2 separate regions of the Mus musculus genome follow, and region 2 is linked to region 1. A link is a contact called in public HiCAR-type data. All regions are on one chromosome and are shown on one strand. The core of a region is the stretch at or near the end of the contact, and the rest is flanking DNA. Distances in the headings are between cores, read along the strand shown.

What was found. HiCAR-type assays count read pairs that join an accessible place to other places.
Region 2: a contact with region 1 is called in a HiCAR-type map of kidney, with 4 times the contacts expected there. The contact joins two enhancer-like sites. A contact is called at or near these places in 1 of 15 datasets of contacts at CTCF or cohesin (embryonic stem cells), 39 of 484 Hi-C or Micro-C datasets (the G1E-ER4 cell line, the HL-1 cell line, the Patski cell line and 12 more), 5 of 115 datasets of contacts at active chromatin or transcription factors (embryonic fibroblasts, embryonic stem cells and kidney) and 1 of 9 other capture datasets (embryonic stem cells).

The regions. Positions count from the first base shown.
Region 1 is chr16:13,918,445-13,924,726 of GRCm38.p6, reverse strand. It overlaps a transcript of Mpv17l not described here and the pseudogene Gm15950. Among named protein-coding and RNA genes, the nearest start is that of Pdxdc1, 18 kb to the right of the region's middle. Within about 2 kb of position 2,811, at least 4 of the 459 cell types and tissues checked have an H3K27ac peak or open chromatin away from gene starts, as enhancers often do. A contact at or near this core is called in kidney, where this site is marked.
Region 2 is chr16:14,001,230-14,008,029 of GRCm38.p6, reverse strand. The region is part of intron 1 of Bmerb1 (bMERB domain containing 1); the gene reads right to left. Among named protein-coding and RNA genes, the nearest start is that of Ifitm7, 18 kb to the right of the region's middle. Within about 2 kb of position 3,104, at least 56 of the 459 cell types and tissues checked have an H3K27ac peak or open chromatin away from gene starts, as enhancers often do. A contact at or near this core is called in kidney, where this site is marked.

The DNA of each region.
Region 1 (6,282 bases), core at 1,562-4,061:
ATCACAGCTGATTCTTCAGCCCCAGCTAACCAGAACTACAGAATCTTCACATTCAAAACAGCAATGGCCCTGAAAAGAGTCTTTAATTTTCCCTCTGAAATTTCACAAACCAGACCTCCATCTTCTGCAGTGTTCTCAACATTATCTTCCAAGCTCCTACACAACATCTGACAGAGCTCTTAACAACGGATGGATCTTTAAGCCCAAAGTTCCAAAGTCCATCCACAGTCCTCCCCAAAACATGGTCAGGTTGTCACAGGAATACCCCACTCTGCTGGTACCAATTTGTCTTAGTCAGGGTTTCTATTCCTGCACAAACATCATGACCAAGAAACAAGTTGGAGAGGAAAGGGTTTATTCGGCTTACACTTCCATACTGCTGTTCATCACCAAGGAAGTCAGGACTGGAACTCAAGCAGGTCAGAAAGCAGGAGCCAATGCAGAGGCCATGGAGGGATGTTCTTTACTGGCTTGCCTCATCTGGCTTGCTCAGCTTGCTCTCTTATAGAACCTAAGACTACCAGCCCAGAGATGGTCCCACCCACAAGGGGCCTTTCCCCCTTGGTCACTAATTGAGAAAATGCCTTACAGTTGGATCTCATGGAGGCATTTCCTCAACTGAAGCTCCTTTCTCTGTGGTAACTCCAGCTGTGTCAAGTTGACACAAAACTAGCCAGTACAGGTCCTTATCTCAAAAAAAAAAAAAAAAAAAAAAAAGCTAGAGGCTAGAGAGATTGCTCGTGATTAACAACACTGGTTGCTCTTGCAGAGGACTCATGTACAATTCCCAGCACCCAAATGACACTACCAACTGTAAATTCAGTTTCAGGTGATCTAATGCCTCCTTCTAACCTCCATGGGCACCAGTCATTCAAGTGTTTCATAGACATACATGCAGGAAAGCACCCATACACGTAAAATAAGTACATATGATAACATAGAATTCATCTCTTCCTCCCACTCCCTCTGTATTACCCTCTTTTCCTTCTCAAATTACTGCCCCCCCAACACGCACTGTTTTTCCTCTTTCCCCCTTCATAGCACCTGTATTCTACTATCTTCCTTTCTATAGCTTCTTTTCCCTCCTTCCCTCATGGTCCCTTTAAACTTTCCAGGCTCTTGCAGTTACTCTGGGTTATATACTCAAATCTAGAGATTTAGAGCTAGGATCCTGCCACAGACTGGACTCAGTCAGTCCCTCAACCCGAGGGAATTTCAGGGTTCCAGTGCTCAGATGGACAAGGAGTCGGTGGGGTGACAAACAGACACGGACACCAGAGAGAGTGCTGTATCTGAATGTAATTTCTCAAAGTAAGCATCAGACTTATAATACAGAAGAAAACAAGGAAGTTAGGTGACACATCAGCCAAGGTACATTGAGGTTACCTGATGCTTAATGACTCTTTACACAAAACAGAAGAATGCATGCATAAAGACTAGCAGGAACTAGGCAATGTAACAACTGAGGCAAAGTCTGTCCTCTCTAAGGTCAGCTATATTCTTAGAAGCCAGGTGTGAGGTCGTTACGCTCCCAGGGCTTTCACACCCAAGCCATAGTTCTAATTCTGATTTACTGTTTAACCCACCATCAGCCAGCTCTTAGTAAATACCTAACTATGCTATTCCTCTGGGCTAGTGAAAGTATGTGCTAGGGAGTTCTGCTCTAGCTAACCTTCTCATGAATAATGCGATACTCTAAAACCACAGCCCGACCTACTTCCTAAATCATTGAAAATTCCTGTTTATGGGAGTGACTCGGCTGTTATTCTAAGTGATTTTGTGGGGGGCTTTCTTCTACTAAGTAAAGTAGTCTGCCATACATAACTATAGTAAGAATTCTAAACTTACTTTGCTAAGCTTACCTTGAAATTTCTAACTATGTAGTAGATAGTAATGCCTGATTTCTTTCACTCTTTCAATACTGGAGGCAATTCGTCTGAATAGGTAACATTGTTACTAAATTCCAAGCCCAGGGTAGGCTCAAGGACTGCCTAGGACATTGGTGAAGGCTAGGAAGCAAAGTTCAATCTAACTTAGGTATTTGTCAAATCATTGCTTGGAGGCACCTATAATAAAACAATACTGAAAGAAAGCACACAGAATCATTTATCGACTGACACAAGGACAAATTTGGAGCATTTGTGCTATGGGATGCCAAGGCTCCAGGAGACTAGTTTCCATGAAACTTTTTGCCTCAGAACTGCATCCAAGCTTTGGGCCTGTCACGTGGTTTTCACTGGAGTGGATGTGGCAGGATCCACATATAAGAGAGAACATGTCTTTCTGAATTTGGATTACTTTCATTCACTTATATTGTGGTTTAAATATGACTGGCACTACTACTTGGTTGTAGTTTGTATGGCCTTGTTGGAGGAAGTGTCACTATGGTGGTAGGCATTGAGACCCTCCTTCTAGCTTCCCATGAAACAGTCTTCTCCTGTTTGCTCTCATAACAAAATGTAGAACTGGAGGTACTGGAGGCTCCTCCAGCACCATGCCTACCTAGACTAAACCTCTGAAACCTGTAAGACAGCCCCAATTCCTTGGTCATGGTGTCTCTTCACAGGAATGGAAACCCTAACCAAGACAACTTACCTATAAATTTCATTCTTTGTTGGGCCTTATTCGGCCAGATACTGAGGCCTTGTGAGGAAGCTTGAGCCTTTGCTGGAGTTTAGAGACCTGTCTTTGAATATGACCTCCTTAAGCCTGCCTCTTCCTAGCTACCGCTGATGTGTCAATTTCTTATAGGTCCCGTCATCTCACACCACCCCATACATCACCGTGGGCAGGGCGAGGCAGAGCAGGGCGGCTGCCTCACCTCAGTGCATACCATAGGGACCGTTCTCTCTGCCCAGGTACTCAGTGCTCAGGGTGGCAGACTGGGCACAACCTGGTCAGGCTCCCATGGACCTCCTGCACTGCTGGCTCTTTCAGATGTCTTCCTCATGCTGTACACCTCTGTGGGGCAGCAGTCCCCTGAGATCCAGGTTCCCACCAGGATCATCACATCACCTCGAACATCCAAACCTAAGGCATCAAATTCGGGAAACAAAAAGAGCCAACTTTGCCAATACCAGCTTTCCCTGGCCATTCAGAAGGACCATCGCTTTCGGGGCCTGTTTGATCCCTCCACCCCAGTGCTGCTGTGGGACAACCTCTTCACTCAAGAGCTGTGGAGTAATCTGTGCCAGCACAAAGTCCCCAATGGAGGTTAGGGCCTTTCCCACAAAGTCATTGCCTCTACCCTGAGACTCCTGAAAAATCCAGAGCACAGAGCTGTTTGATGCCTCCAGGAAACTACCTCTAAGCTGTAATCGCTGTGCCATGGTGGCTACCAACACCTGTGGGACTACTGAGGAATACTGCTTGCAGACTGGTGTGACCGGAGTCAACAAGTCCTGTCACTGTGCAACGTTGGCCAACACCACCTACAACCTTCCTAACCGACTACAACAAACAGGCCAATGCCACCTAGTGGCAAAGCCAGACTATGCTGGCCAGGGTACAGTACCACAACTCCATCAACCTCATGCTACATCTGGGAAAGGCTTGTGATGTCACTTACGTGGGCCTCAAGTTCCACACCAGCTGCCCAGAGAATTTCGCCATTCATAAGCACACTGGGGAAGACAGGCCCTGGATTCCTTCAGTGGGTCCTGTAAGAACACATGCTCAAAGGCTAACCGTGGCTTCATCAGGACAGGAGGCGACGAGCAACAGGCTTTGTGTGCTGATAAATTCAATGACATTTCCCGACTCACCGGTGGCAACATGGCCTTTTCAACTCTGGAAGGAAGGCCAAGTGCCTACAACTCTGACAACAGACCCGTACTACAGGAATGGGTAATTGCCACTGACATCAAAGTGACACCTTTGAAGATGAAGTGTTTAATGACCCCAAAGTTCTCCAAACATTATTATTATACAATCTCAGACTTTGCTGTGGGTGGCAGGTGTAAATATAACGGACATGCCAGTGAGTGTATAAAGAAAGAGTTTAACAAACTCGTATACAACTACAAACAACACATACGGAGTTGACTTGGCAGGTGTAATATATAACAGACTTGACAGTGAGTGTAAAAAGACAAACTCGTATACAACTACAAACAACACATATGGAACTGACTGTGAAAAGTGCCTGTCTTTCTTCAATGACCAGCTGTGGAGGAGGGCAACTGCTGAGAGTGCCAGTGAGTACTTTCCTTGTGGCTGCAATGGCCCATCCCAAGAATGCCACTTTGACCCTGAACTATACCGTTCCACTGGACCCGGTGGCCACTGTACCAACTGCCGGGATAACACAGATGGTGTCAAGTGCAAGAGATGTTGTGAGAACTCCTTTTGCCTTGGGAACACTAAAGCCTGCTCTCCGTGCAACTACAGCCCTATTGGTTCTCTCAGCACAGTGTGACAGTTAACAGCAGGTGCAGCTGTAAGCCCAGAGTGATGGGTGACAAGTGTGACCATTGCCAGCTTGGGTTCCATTCCCTCACTGAGGCAGAATACAGGCCATGCCCCTGCGATCCTTCTGGCAGCAGAGATTAATATAATGTTGAAACAGGGAAATGTGTTTGCAAAGAAAACATTGAAGGCTTCAGCTGTGAGAGATTCAAACCTAGATTTTAAAATCTGGAGTCATCTAATCCTAAGGATTACACACCCTGCTTCTGCTTTGGATATTCTTCTGTGTACACAAATGACGTTGGCTATAGTGTCTATGACGTCTCCTTGACCTTTCAGATTGATGAGGATGTGTGGCATGTGGAATGTAGAAATGGCTCGGAGGCATCTCTGTCTCTCAAGTGGTCTTCAGACAGGCAAGATATCGCCGTGATCATAGACAGTTACTTTCCTAGATACTTCATCATCCCTGCAAAGTTCCTGGGCAACTAGGTCCTGAGTTACATTAAGAACCTTTTCTTGGGGGCTGGAGAGATGGCTCAGCAGGTAAGAGCACCCGACTGCTCTTCCAAAGGTCCTTAGTTCAAATCCCAGTAACCACATGGTGGCTCACAACCATCCGTAACAAGATCTGACTCCCTCTTCTGGTGTGTCTGAAGACAGCTACAGTGTACTTACATGTAATAAATAAATAAATCTGAAAAGAACCTTTCTTCTCCTTCCGAGTGGACAGACAGAAAACACTTGCCTCTCTTGCAGAGGACCTTGTCCTTGAAGGAACTGGCTTGAGAGTATCCATGCCCTTGATTGCTCAGGGCAACTCCTACCCTAGCAAGACCACTGTGAAGTACATCTTCAGGCTCCATGAAACAAGAGATTACACTTGGATTCCCACTTATCTTCAACACCTCAGGGGTCACCAAAACCTCCCAGGCTTTTTGTCAAAGGGAAACAGACTGGCTGACCAGGCGGCATCCGGACTTCAATGTCAGAGGCCACCTGCTTTCACCTCTTGACCTGTACTAACTGGAGAGGCCTCCATCATAGGTTCCCTCATATTCCAGACAAAGATCTTAAAAAGATTGTCCACACATGCAAGTCCAACCTTTCCTCCAGGCTTTGGGGAGCAATCCCTGTGGACTTCAATCCAACCATTTATGGCATATAGATATCACTCATTATTGTTCTGGAAAGCTTAAGTATGTTTTTGTATCTGTTGATTCCTGTGCCTCCTGGGCTTCTGCACATACTGGAGAAAAGCCAAACATGCCATAAGTCATATACTCCAATGCTTTGCTATTCTTGTATTGCCTGATCAGATAAAAACTGATAATGGATCCTGCTTTATAAGTCAGGCCTTTTTAGGGTTTTTAGGGATGTGGAAAATTACTCACTCAACAGGGATTCCATATAATCCCAGGGGATAAGCCATTGTAGACCGCTATAACCAAGTCCTTAAGACTCAATTACAAAAACAAAAGGGGGAGTCTCTACTCCCACATGATCAACTGAAAAAGGCACTATTTACCATAAATACTTTAAATTTTTCTACAGAAGATCCACATCTGTCCCTATTTCAAAAACATTGGTCTTCATCAGTTTCCTAAAGTTCCATTTGGGTAAGGTGGAGACACCCACTGATCGGAGCTTGGAGAGGACCAGACCTGCTCTTGACGGCGGAAGAGGGTTTGGTTGCGTGTTCTCCCAAAATGAAAAAAGCCCAATCTAGATACCAGCCAGAGACATAAAATGCTTGCTCCAACAGGGGGATGATAATCACTCCAAGGAAATTCCAAACCCTGAGAGCCCTCCTTCTGCTTCCTCCACAGATTTATCAAGAAAAAAGAACGGAGATATCCCTGTCAGTGTCAATGA
Region 2 (6,800 bases), core at 1,855-4,354, 83 kb before region 1:
AATAGGAAGCCAAGTTTCAGAGCCGGAGAAGCATGACCATGTGTGTTGCTGACAATCAAGCCCCTTGCACATTTGAGAAAACTACCATCCTGTTACCCCATATCTCTCTTTTCAAGTTGTAACAAAAGAAAAAGAGGGTCTTGGTATTTTTCTTGAAAAATACAAACTATGTTTGATCAAGCCCAAGCAAGAAGAAATCATAGAACTCAACATACAAAGATAAAAAACTTTTCATATTTTTCCTCTCCTTTTTTGTTGGGAGCACAAAGATCCTTTCGCCCACAGACCACTAAGGAAATCAGGAATGTTAAACATGCAGGGTTGTCTTTTCAGTGAAAAAAAAGATATATAATCTGTTTTCTACCCAAAAAGCTGTGAATGGAGGCAGTTAATAGCCAGGTGATCTGCATGATCTGAAGGATCTGGCCGTATTCAGCTCCCACAAGCAGGACCGCAGGTGGCTAATATTCGCAGTGACCTTTGCCTTATTTGTATGGCCAGGGGCTCCTCTAGGCTCCCACAGTCAGGGCTGGAGGTGGCTAACAACCCAAAAGACCTCTACACTATCTGTATGACTAAGCTCACACCAGATTCTCCCCTAAGCCCTTAAGCTAGTATTTGTAATCTATCTCTAGAACCCCTCTTCTTAGAAGAAATGACATGTACTGTCAGTTGAGTTTCTATGTAATTATGCCTACTTGTGTACCCAGGGTTGTATTACACTAGGAACCTTTTTTTCTAAATTGTACTGTGCTTAAATATGCGTACAATAATCTCCTTGGGGCCAGATCATGAAGTTTAAACCAACCCCACTTTACTAAATTGTGCCGAGCCTTCTTGCCTCTTAAGGTTCATTTCTCTTCCAGCAGTAGAGTTTACAGGGACCCCCAATTTTTTTCATGTGATTAACTCAGTTATTTGTTTGTTTAAAAAGAAAAAGAAAGCTTTGGAGATGGCTCAGCCAGTAAATCATAAGGATTTTTGTTTAATTCCTAGGGCCCATATAAATAGCCAGATGCAACAGTGTGTACCTGTGATCACAGACCCAGGAAGGTGGAGGCAGGTGGATCCCTGGGTGTTGCTGAGCAAGCGCTAGGCCAGTGAAGGTCCCTTTCTTAAAAAGCATGGTAGCCAACTCCTGAGGAAAAACATCCACTGTTGACCTCTGGCCTCCACATATACACCACACACACATATGTGCACTTGTACACACATGAACCGACACGCATAACAAAGAGAGTCATAGCTAATGCCAGCATTCTAGAAGGAGTTCTAAAGGACGGTGAGAAAGGATGTTATGTCAGAGGACTTCTGCACGAACTAAATGGCTGAGCTCTTACTGGGATTTACCAAATGTCTGTAATGGTAGCAGAGAGAGCTCCCCTAGAGTCTTCCCTTTGCCACAAACATGAACACCATACAGAAAATGGCACCTATCAAAACTAAGAATATAAAATCTGAAAATATAAAACTAATAATATAATGCCTCAAAGTTTCTAGGATCCCCACTTATGTCTCCTTTCCCTGTCAAAGGCCCAACACAACACTCCATGTTGCTCTCAGCATCTTATCAGCAACCACTTGTCTTAACCCTAACCGATGGCTTCAGCTCCTTTTTTTTCCTTGTATTGCTTCATTAACATGGGCATTTCTTTCTCGTGCCTTTAAAGGATACTAACTGAACACAGACAAATGCTAGGCCAATATGCCAAATGATTCCCACTCAGAATAGAAGGGGAACCAATATATAAACTCCTCTGTCTTGGTTAGGGTTTCACTGCTGTGAGGGACACCATGACCCAGGCAACTCTTATAAAAAAGAAAACATTTATTTGGGGTTGACTTCCATGGTGCTGGAGGTGCCAAGAGTTTTACATCTTGATCCAAAGGCAGCCAGGAGGAAACTGTCTTCTACACTTGGGTATAGCTTGAGCTTATATGTGTGACCTTTGAAGCTCACCTCCACAGTGACACTTTTCCCCCCAACAAGGCCACACCTTCTAATAGTGCCACTCATTATGGGGCAAGCATTCAAACACATGAAATCTATGAGGGCCATTCCTGTTCTAACCACCACATCCCATAGGCTTACAGCCATAACATAATGCAAAATGCATTTAGTCCAACTTCAAAAGTCTACATAGTCTATCACAGTCTCAATAATGTTTAAAAGTCCAAAGTTAGAAGTCTCTTCTGAGACTCATGTGATCTCTTAACTGTAATACATATAAAATCAAAATCAAAAAGCAGATCGCATACTTTCAACATATCAAGGCACAGAATATACATTCTAAAATGTCATAGTAAGGAAATACTGGGCCAAAGCAAGACTGAAAACCAGATGGACAAACTCCAACTCTGCATTTCCATGTCTGATGTCCAACTCCTTCCAGCTACAATGACAGCAAGACACTTCTTGATCTTGGGCATGTTCAACTTCCTGTTAGCAGCTTTCCTTGGCAGGTATTCCACAGCTCTGGCATCGCTAACATCTGAGAGTCTCCAAGGCAACTTTAACTTCACAGCTTCTTGTTCCAGTGTCTGGGATCCACACGTGATCTTCTGAGATCCTCCAAAGGGCTTGGGGCACTTCGCCAGCTCTGCCCTCTGTAGCACTCTAGGCTCTGGCTGACTCTCCTCCTCTGCTGCTGCTGTTCTTGGTAGTCATTCCGTGGTACTGGTATCTACAATATGCTGGGGTCTCTGCTGCCACTAGGCTGCACTTTCACCAATAGCCTCTCATAGGCTTTCTTCACAGTGCCAAGTCTCAACTTCCTTGCATGACCCCTTTAGTCCTGGGCCTTCAACTGCCACTGAAGCTGCACCTCCACCAATGTCCTTTGTAGCTGCTTGTATTACAAATGCAAATTATGTTCTCCCCAAAACTATTTGCACAAGAGGGTCTGCACATAGCTTCTAGAACCCTGCCTGAGTTGGTTCTGTTTGGTAAATTAAGGTGTCAGCACCTAGTAGTTGGGGAGGACAGACAGAGGTGGGATTTTAGGGTTTCTCGGGCTTGAGACTGGGAGAAGAGAAAGAGGAGAGCCATGCTGTAGGAGAGTGTGGAGAGAGGAGAGGCACAAAGGTTGCCATGGGGTGGAGAATGAAGAAGAGCACTCTGGACTCTGCCCCTCAGTACCTCAGAGGCAAGCTCTTTGGACATGGTGATCTTTGTTCCATTTGTAAAATGTTGGTCCCAGGACTAGGATATAGCTCAATTGGTGAATATTAAAAACTCTGAATTCTATCTTCAACATTGAAACCAAAAAAAAAAAATAGATATCGACTTCATAATCTCCCAACTTAGGAGGTAGGAACAGGAGGGCCAGAAATAAAGGGACATGGACAATTTGCACAATCACTCAAAACAAAAGAGAAAACAAAAAAACAAAAACCAACAAAGCAGGCCTGGGGCACACACCTGTAATCCCAGCATTCAGTTAGAGGCAGAAAGATCAGAAGTTCAAAGTCATGTTCAGTCATTTATCTAATGCAAAGTCAACAGCAGCTAGAGCAGAGCTGAGGTCAGCTTTGCCTCAATACACAGGCTCTATGCACTCAAAGAGTTCCAGTCTGCAGCAGCTAGGTAGCGCTGCAGCTCAGGCACAGCTGCAGCTCAGGCACAGCTGCAGCTCAGGCACAGCTGCAGCTCTGGCACAGCTGCAGCTCAGGCATGGTGTGCTTGCCTACCACATGCTAGGGCCAACACTGCAGAGCTGTGAAACAGCCAAGAAACGCCCTCCTTGTGTGTTTATACAGTCATTTGCAAATTCATTGACTACACTCTCCGCCTCTTTTTCTTAGAAACTTATTAACAACTGTGACTCTTCAGAAAAAGATTTACAAAACACTGCCTCAGAAAAAGGCAAATTGCTACCGGGAAATTCTGTTTAAACTCTGCCTCTGATAGGCTTCTCTGTGGTACCTTTAGATCAGCATGTACCAGGCCGGTAAGCAGAAGCACACGGAGGGTTAGACATTTTTAGAAACTTGTTAATGCCCAGTAACCCGACCTCTTTAGGAACTGACACATGAATTTTCATGGTTGCTTAGGAATCAAATATCTCTATGCAATCATCAGGTATGTGAGAATTCCTATGATGTGCCAGCACCTGTGTTAACACAAGGATTATCTGACCTGCCAGCCAGGCAGGCTGTCAAAGCTGTGACCCTGAGCTGAAAATACGTGCCCACAGTGGACATTTTTAGTTTGTGGAACAGCTAAATTTGGTAACAGAAAGTATGGGGTGAATTTTGTCTCAGTTCACATCAAACTTCACATCTATTTGAGGTTTTTACAAAGCGAATAAAGCACCAGGCACTAAGGAGCAAGTGAGAATATCTGGGGTTTCAGTTACCTTTCTGCACCCTTTAGACTCCAGGGTTTCAAGGATCACTGCTCACCGGACCAGGTTTTGTATGAAATCACTCTTGGGTCTGGAGATGTGACTTACTTAATAGTGTTCCTAACTAGTACAAAGGTCTGGGTTCCAGACCCAGCACTGCAAAGACAGGCAGTACACACCTGTGGAAGGATTAGAGGTTCAAGGTCGTCCCCTGCTGCAGAGTTAGTTGGGTTTTTTTGGGGTGTTTGTTTGTTTTTTGTTTGTTTGTTTTCGAGACAGGGTTTCTCTGTGTAGCTATGGCTGTCCTAGAACTCACTCTGTAGACCAGGTTAGCCTCGAACTCAGAAATTTGCCTGGCTCTGCCTCCCAAGCGCTGGGATTAAAGGCGTGCGCCACCATGCCTGGCGCTGCAGAGCTAATTGAAGCGAGCCTAAGATGTTACTAAGTCCCTGGCTTCTCCGGAATGCACATAAATGATTTAGGAAAGGTGTGTGCTTCCCTGGAGCTTGTGTGTCTGTGGAAAACACTGTCTGGAGGTCACAGCTGCCGATGGGGAAGAGGTAACAGCATACAAATTATTCTGGCCCACATGCAGATTCTGTCGTGTCTTGCAGGAGGCCAGTCCCTCTGGGAACATCCATCCCTACATCCCCATAAACCACATGGTCCTGGGTTCCTGACTACATGGTCGTTTGGGGTCCTTCCGGTCCTTTTAATCATGGTATCCCATGGAACAGTGGGTAGACATCTGGATCAGATGTTTCCTGAGGGTTTCACGCTGTGATTAGATTGAAAAATGGACTTTTTCTTTCTTGCTTTCTTTCTTATAACAATTTATTTAGTTTATGTGCGATGGTGTTTTGCCTGCATGAATATCTGTGTGAAGAGATCAGATTGGTTGAAACTGGAGTTGCAGACAGTTGTGAGCTGTCATCTGGGTGCTAGGAATTGAACCCTGGTTCTCTGGAAGAGTAGCCAGTGTTCTCAACTGCTGAACCATCTCTTCAGCCCTGGGACTTTTTTTTAATTCAAGTTAGTTTTTTGTTTGTTTGATTGATTGATTGATTGATTGATTGTTTTCTTTAAAGACTGAGTCTTACATAGCCCAGGCTAGCCTCAAATGCATATGTAGTGGAGGATGGTCTTGGATTCTGACCTTCTGCCTGTCTCTCAGGCAGATTATAGGCACATACCATCATGCCTGGTTTATACAGTGCGAAGCATAGAACACAGGGCTTTGTGTGTGCTAGGCAAACGTAGTGAGCTACATCCTAGCCTTGCTTTTTGGTTCTTTCAACACACACACACACACACACACATTCAGACTGACTTCTGTTACTGCCCAGACCTTGGGAATATTGTCTTCCCTCTAAACTGCAGGCCTCTAGTCCACTCTGAAAGGAAAATAGAGGACTGTATTAAATTCAACTTGGGGGACTCCAAAGTGCAGCCAGAGATGGCAACCCTGTACGGATAAGTGTACCTCAGCATCCCTGTTTAAGTTCTATGCCTGATAGCAGTAATAGAAGCAACTGAGAATTAACGTGGAGAATATGCATAAGGTGCCACTGGAGAAGATAAAGGACCTCTAAATGCTTAGGAGCACCTAATATATCAGAATACTAGCAGGATCGGCCATTGGTACCTTTTCTTCCTCCTCCCCTTCCTCCTTTTCCTCTTCCTCCTCCTTCTCTTCCTCCTCCTTCTCCTCTTCCTCCTCGTTTTCCTCTTCCTCCTCCTCTTCCTATTCTTCCTCCTCTTCCTACTCCTCCTCTTCTTCCTCCTCCTTCTCCTCCTCCTCCTCCTCCTCTTCCTCCTCCTCTTCCTCCTCTTCCTCCTCCTCTTCCTCCTCTTCCTCCTCCTCCTCCTCCTCCTCCTCCTCCTCCTCTTCCTACTCCTCCTCTTCTCCCTCCTCTTTCTCCTCCACTTCATCAAAGAAATGCTAATTTCAATTTGGAAAAAAGAAAGAAAAGAAAAAGAAATGAGGCTGGAAGCTGGCCTATCCTGGGAAAGCACTTGCATGAGGACCTGTGTTCTATCCCCAGAACTCGCATATGCCTGTGATAGCTAGCCTTACAACCTGAGATCAACGCCCAGGACCCACATGTGGAAGGAGAGAACCATCTCTGCAAACTCTCCTGTGACCTCCACAGATGACCTGTGCCATTCTTACACACACTTGCTGAGATGTCGTTTAACACCCAGGGTGCTAGGAGGTGACCATACAGAGACATGATTTTGTCCCTGGGAACTGATCCTGTTGCAGAGATAGCTTTGAGGCAACTGGCTGGGCTGACTAGGGGCCCCAGCCAGGGCTCGTATGTACAGGGTACTACAAGTCAGCCACCTGAAATATTTTTGGCTGTAAGTGAAAGTGACAATTTCCCCTTTGCTTCAATTTGTTGAAAGCAGTGAATTTTCTAGGCTGGAAAACTTGGAGGGAAACCAAAGTCA